Linked DNA regions of Mus musculus: region 2 is linked to region 1. A link is a contact called in public Micro-C data. All regions are on one chromosome and are shown on one strand. Each heading gives the region's core, a stretch centred on a gene start, on an enhancer-like site or on the middle of the called end of the contact. The rest is flanking DNA. Distances are from core to core; before and after follow the strand shown. Region 1 holds the start of Foxg1 (forkhead box G1). Region 2 holds the start of Six1 (sine oculis-related homeobox 1).

Region 1 (2,700 bases), core at 9-2,508:
AACCTGTCCTTTCCCAAGAATCCGGTTACACCGAATCATTTCACGCTAGACCGACTACGAAAACGTACCGGGCCGTCCACCTCTGAGGGAGCCCCGGGAGCCATTATAAGCGGTGGTGAGAAGGGGGGCTGGGGGATGGGGAGGAGTAGGTGGAGGAGTGAAGGGGAGAGGAAAGGAGGGAGGGAGAAGGGGTGGGTTAGTGAAAGGGGAAGAAGGGAGAGGGGAGGAGGAAGGAAGGCAAGCGCATTGAGGAACCACCAGGGAAAATGGGCCTGAGGAGGAGAAAAGAGTGGGAAGGGAAATGAACAAGACAACCCAGGCTCACAGATCTCTCTAGCTAGGTTGGCAAAGCTCATCACGTCGCCAGGCTCCGTGAGAAACCCCAAGCCTAGAAATCAACCTTTGGCACCAATGTGTTTTGCAAAGCTGATTGCTAGAACCCTGGCCTTTTCCGTCATGCATAGCTTGTTTTAAAGTCAGCGGATATGTAGGAAGAGATCCAAGCAGTGGAAGGATATTTGGGGACAAATAATCAAAGATCTCTTACAACACTCCAATAGATATAAAATTTGCTAGCTATTTGTAATTGTGGATAATTTTCGCTAGCGTTTCCCTCTCTTTCCCTCCCCTCTTTCTGCGCCCCATTTCAAATTTGGGGGGTGAGAACATCAGAATAACTCCCTATTATTTTGAGTATTGCATGTTTCTGGTAGATTTTAGTACCACACATAGGCCCTGTTTTTTCTCCTTCCTTTTTTTTTTTTATATCAAGACTGAGAGATCATTTAGCTAAGAGCTCATCAAAATGAATGCTGGCATGGGTAGAGTATTTTACCTTAAAGAGGAGGGGAAAGATACTCGTGACCTATGTGTCTCCACCTCCCTCTCCTCTCTGGCTACGGCCTCTGCTTACAACGTGGCGCGCTTTGAGCCAGTGAGGATTTGTGATCTGTGTGCTCCGCACTAAATTCCAATCCCTGGGAAATGCTGGGCCTTGGCCCTGGCCCTGGCCGCGATCTTTTTAAAGGCCTTGAATTACAAGCTACCCACTCGTTTCAACCTCCCCACCAAACCATCCCCCAAACCCCAGAAGCTAGGACTGTCAAATCCACCTTCCTTGGGCTCCCCAGAGCATTCCAGCAGCATCCAAGAAGGGTAAGAGCTGATTTCGCCCTACTGGTGTTTCAAGATTGAGGTTTTAAAGAGATAAAGTATTTGTGAAATGGGAAAAAGGAGCAAACATAGGATTTAAAAAAAAAAAAAACGGAAGTAGACGCCCACTCATATTTTCTTCAATGTCAAGCAAAATGAAAATATTTCCAGGATGATCGATCGCGGCTACCGGCTTCCAGTACTGCCTAGAAGCTGAAGAGGAGGTGGAGTGCCCGAGGAGACAACTGCCACCGGGTCACCCGCGCGTGAGCGCGACTCTGGGAGTGAAGCGAGACGGAGGGAGAACACACGTGTTACCTGCTTTATTTCGGGACTGTTTGGGTCTGTGCTCGCCCGGGGCAGCTCTCCGCCCGCCCGCCCGCGTGCGTGGAAGGCCTCCACAGAACGCACCCACCGCTCAGCCGCCCCCGCTCGCCGCCCTCAGCCCAGCTTCACAGCCGAGCTCGCCGCGGGCCGCAGGAAGCTGTAAGTACCGGCCTGGCCGTGGCCGCCCCCGCCCCACCTTCCAGGCCCCGTTCCCCCGATGCCCGGCTCTCCGGAGCTTGCTGGCCCGCTCGCTCCCAGGGCGCTGCCGGGGCCGCCGCGTCCCCAGGGTTCACGCCCTCTCCCGCACCCTCGCAGCTCGCCCCTCCGCCGCGCCCCCCGCCCCGCTCTTCCAGACAAAATTGGATACAAACTTTAATCAATAAGGATAAATATTGACGCGCAAAGGAAAATAATCCCATACAGGGAGGAGGCCACAGTCGAGCGGCCGCGGCCCGGGGCGCACGCCCCACGCTAATCCTGGCCGGGTGGGCGATCTCCCGCCGGTCCCCGCGGCTCCAGGCCTGGGCCCCGCCACCCGGAGGGGGCGGTGAGCGGGGGGCGGGGCCGGGGCGGGGCGGGGATGGGCGGGCCCTGGGCCCCCGATTGGTCGACGGCTAGCCAGACGCTCCTGCACGCCGGCGGCACTGATTGGTTCGGCAGTAGGAAAGGTTAAACCAAAAATTTTTTTACAGCCCTAGTGTGCGCCTGTAGCTCGGAAAATTAATTGTGGCTATAGCTGCCTCGATCGCTGTCTCCTAGCCTCGCTGCGGCCGCTCCGGGACGCGCCCGCCCGCCGCCCGGCTCTCCCCCCCTTCGGGCTGCCGCTGCTGCTGCTGTGACTGCTGCGGCGCGAGGAGGAGGAGGCAGCGGGGGAGGGGGAGGCCGGGCGCGGAACGGAGCGGGGCGCTGCACCCCGGGCGACGGGTTGCTTCTGCCTCTAGCCTCCCTCTCTCTCTCTCTCTCTCTCTCTCTCTCTCTCTCTCTCTCTCTCTCTCTCTCTCTCTATCTCCTCTCCCTCTCTCTCTCTCTCTCCCTCTCTCTTTCTCTCTCTAATTCTTGAGGGGTGGTTGCAGCTTTTGCTACATGCCTTGCCAGCGCCGGAGCCTGCGGTCCAACTGCGCTGCTGCCGGAGCGCTCAGTGCCGCCTCCGCTGCCCGCTCCCCCCGCGCCCCACTCCGAACCCGCTGGTCGCCCGCCGCGCTGCTGCCCGGCTCCCGTGCC
Region 2 (2,700 bases), core at 156-2,655, about 24 Mb after region 1:
CCAGGGTATTTCTTTTTACAAGACTCCTCCCTTTGTCCAACTAGCGCGAAATGAAGCAGAACTCTCCTCCATAGACTAGCCGGAGAGAATGAGCAGAGAGCCGGGAGGTACTGGGGGCCGAGCGTTCGACTCAGACCAGCTTCAAGACGGAGCGAAAGAGCGGAGGTTCGAGACCTTCCGCCGTACCGAACAGCTTCCCTCGCGATACCAAGCAATACCCCCGTTTCCTCTGATCTACAAACTCCCTGGCCATCCCTTCTCTTCGCCGGAGCCAGCCCGGAGGGCATGAAACAAACCCAACGCCGACCGTTCCCCACACTTTCCCTCACCAAAGAAACCCACGCGCGAGTGCTCCACGCAAACGCGACCCAGTCCCTAACAGGCAACCTCAAGAGTTCATGAACCTTCACAGCAGCGTCGCCGAGGCCGGGGTGCCGCCCCACGGACCTCTGCCGGGTGGCGGCGGGTAGGAAGCTGGTGGCGACGCCTGCGGGGGGCAGAAGGGAGCGAAGGGTGAAACTTCCCGGGGTCACCCGAGCCTGGGCAAGCACGCCGCGTACCTTTCCTTGGCCTCGGCGGCCCGGTCTCTTTGCCTCCGGTTCTTAAACCAGTTGCTGACCTGGGTGGTGGTGAGGCCGGTGGCCTCGGCCAGCTCCCGTTTCTCCCTCGGTGAGGGGTAGGGGTTGTGCGCGTACCACTCCCGCAGCACGCCCCGAGACTTCTCCTTAAAGCAGTAGCTGGTCTCCTCGCCGTCCCAGATGGTCCGCGGCAACGGGAATTTTCGGCGCACCCGATATTTGCCCACGGCACCCAGGGGTCGGCCGCGAAGTTTCTCGGCCTCCACGTAGTGCGCTTTCAGCCACAGCTGCTGCAGTTTGGGGTGATTGTGAGGCGAGAACTGGTGGCTCTCCAGTATCTTGTAGAGCTCGCGGAAGTTGCCGCGGTGGAAGGCGACCACCGCCTTGGCCTTGAGCACGCTCTCGTTCTTGTGCAGGTGATCGCAGGCGGGCAACGACCACAAGAACCTGCCCAGGCGTTCCAGGTTCCCTCCTTGCTGCAGAACTTCGCACACGCACGCCACTTGCTCTTGCGTAAAACCAAACGACGGCAGCATCGACATGGCTGGCGCTGCCGGGGCGCACGGGCCCGGGCGCACGCGGCAGTGAGCAGAGCTGGGAGAGCAGGGGGCGGCTGCCGCGGGGAGGGGGGCGCGGCTGCTCCTAACCCCCTCCCTAGCCTTGGCGCGGGCGAAGAGACCAGTCGAACCTCGGCGGGTGGGAGGCCAAGGAAGACGAAGAGAAGTAGGGGTGAGCTAGACTCCGAGTGGCTGGCGTTCTCTACAGCCTTCTGGGCCTCGCTGGCTCCCGCCTGCCGCCGGGTGGATGCTGCTGGTTGCCGGGGAACTTGGTTTCTGTTCTCCCCGCAGCGGCCTTAAAGCGCGCAGCGTCCCCGACACGCTGATTGGCTGCGAGCGGCGCCTATCCGAAGCTGGCCAGCCTGCGCGCCGCCCGGCCCGGCAGCAAAGCCGCGCCACCCTGCCGCCCCGCGTGGGGAGGGCGAAGCTACCGAGTGCTGCCTAGGATAAGAAGTGGTGGGAGGAGAAGGACCCGGAGAGGTGGGAAGTGAGGTGGGGTCGGGAGGAGGGAACTGGGGTGCTGAAAAGGGTGGTGACCAAGTCAGGACCTTGCGAAGCGGCGCCCTCTTTGGTGTCACCTAAGGGGAGCCTCACGCAGCACAAATCAATGGCTGCAGACGTTCTAATGACCCTCTTCTCCATATTCTTAGCCCTGTCTCTTGCAGTCTTGGCTTTTCCCGGTGAGCTCATATTTAATTACCTTAATGTTAAGATGAATAAATAATGGATTGATGAATAGCTTATGGAATGAGATAAATAATACAAAAGGAGACTAGGGTTCTGTGCTGCAAGCACTCTGAAAGTGGCTTCTTCCAGGTTTGGTTCCTGGAGGTGAAGACAAACCTAGCCCCCCACCCCCACCCCCACCCCCACCCCCCAACTCCTACACCCTTTCTCTTCCTAACTCCTAACACCTCCTAAAGGTCTCAAGGACTCTGATCTGGGCAACATTCCCCTCATTCTCAAAGTGCCTCTAGAAGAGGGATCAGAAGGGTTGACCCTGGCACTGTAGCATAGAGACACCAGGGCTTCATCTGCAATTTAGAATCTTGCTGTCCATAGACTTCTGGACTCAGTTTCCCCAGTTGTACGGTTGCGTTTTTTCAAAGCAACCCCTGCTACCGATGGATGCTGAAAAGCTTTACTTGCCATTAGCAAAAAAAAAAAAAAAAATTGGGGAACCTCATGCAAAAGGCGCTGAATGGGGTGTAAATTAAATAAAACTGCGCCCAGCTCCAATAACTGTCTGGTTGTAACATAATCCTTGCCCTGCTCTGAGAGGGACACTGCCCTCTAAGCTAGAACCACAGTGGCTCCAAGAAGATTAAATAAAGTGTGTGTGTGTGTGTGTGTGTGTGTGTGTGTGTGTGTGTTTGCAATGCTGGCCTATTTTACTGCCAGCCAATGAGATGTGTCCTGCAATTTAAGTTCCATCATCTGCTATTTTGTTTCTGTGGGGAGAATGCTTAGTAAAACTGCACAGACAAATGAAGCTGTAATTAACTTAAGCCTCATTTGCACACCTTGTTCCAAAGCAATTATTAAAAAGATTTCAAAAACAATTA

What was found. A called contact is a pair of places that touch in the nucleus more often than the background predicts.
Region 2: a Micro-C map of embryonic stem cells shows a contact between it and region 1, with 30 times the contacts expected there. The contact joins the promoter of Six1 here to the promoter of Foxg1 in region 1. A contact is called at or near these places in 1 of 39 promoter capture datasets (cranial neural crest) and 2 of 484 Hi-C or Micro-C datasets (cerebellum and embryonic stem cells).

Annotation. Positions count from the first base shown.
Region 1 is chr12:49,381,749-49,384,448 of GRCm38.p6, forward strand. Foxg1 (forkhead box G1) reads left to right here and starts at 1,259. Exons shown (of 2, transcript NM_008241.2): 1 at 1,259-1,638; 2 at 2,553-2,700. Gm34304 (predicted gene, 34304) reads right to left here and starts at 80. Exons shown (of 2, transcript NR_168648.1): 1 at 69-80.
Region 2 is chr12:73,045,307-73,048,006 of GRCm38.p6, forward strand. It overlaps Six1 (sine oculis-related homeobox 1), which reads right to left and starts at 1,406. Exons shown (of 2, transcript NM_009189.3): 1 at 561-1,406. The coding sequence starts at 1,120. It overlaps Gm51264 (predicted gene, 51264), which reads left to right and starts at 579; the gene lies at 579-642.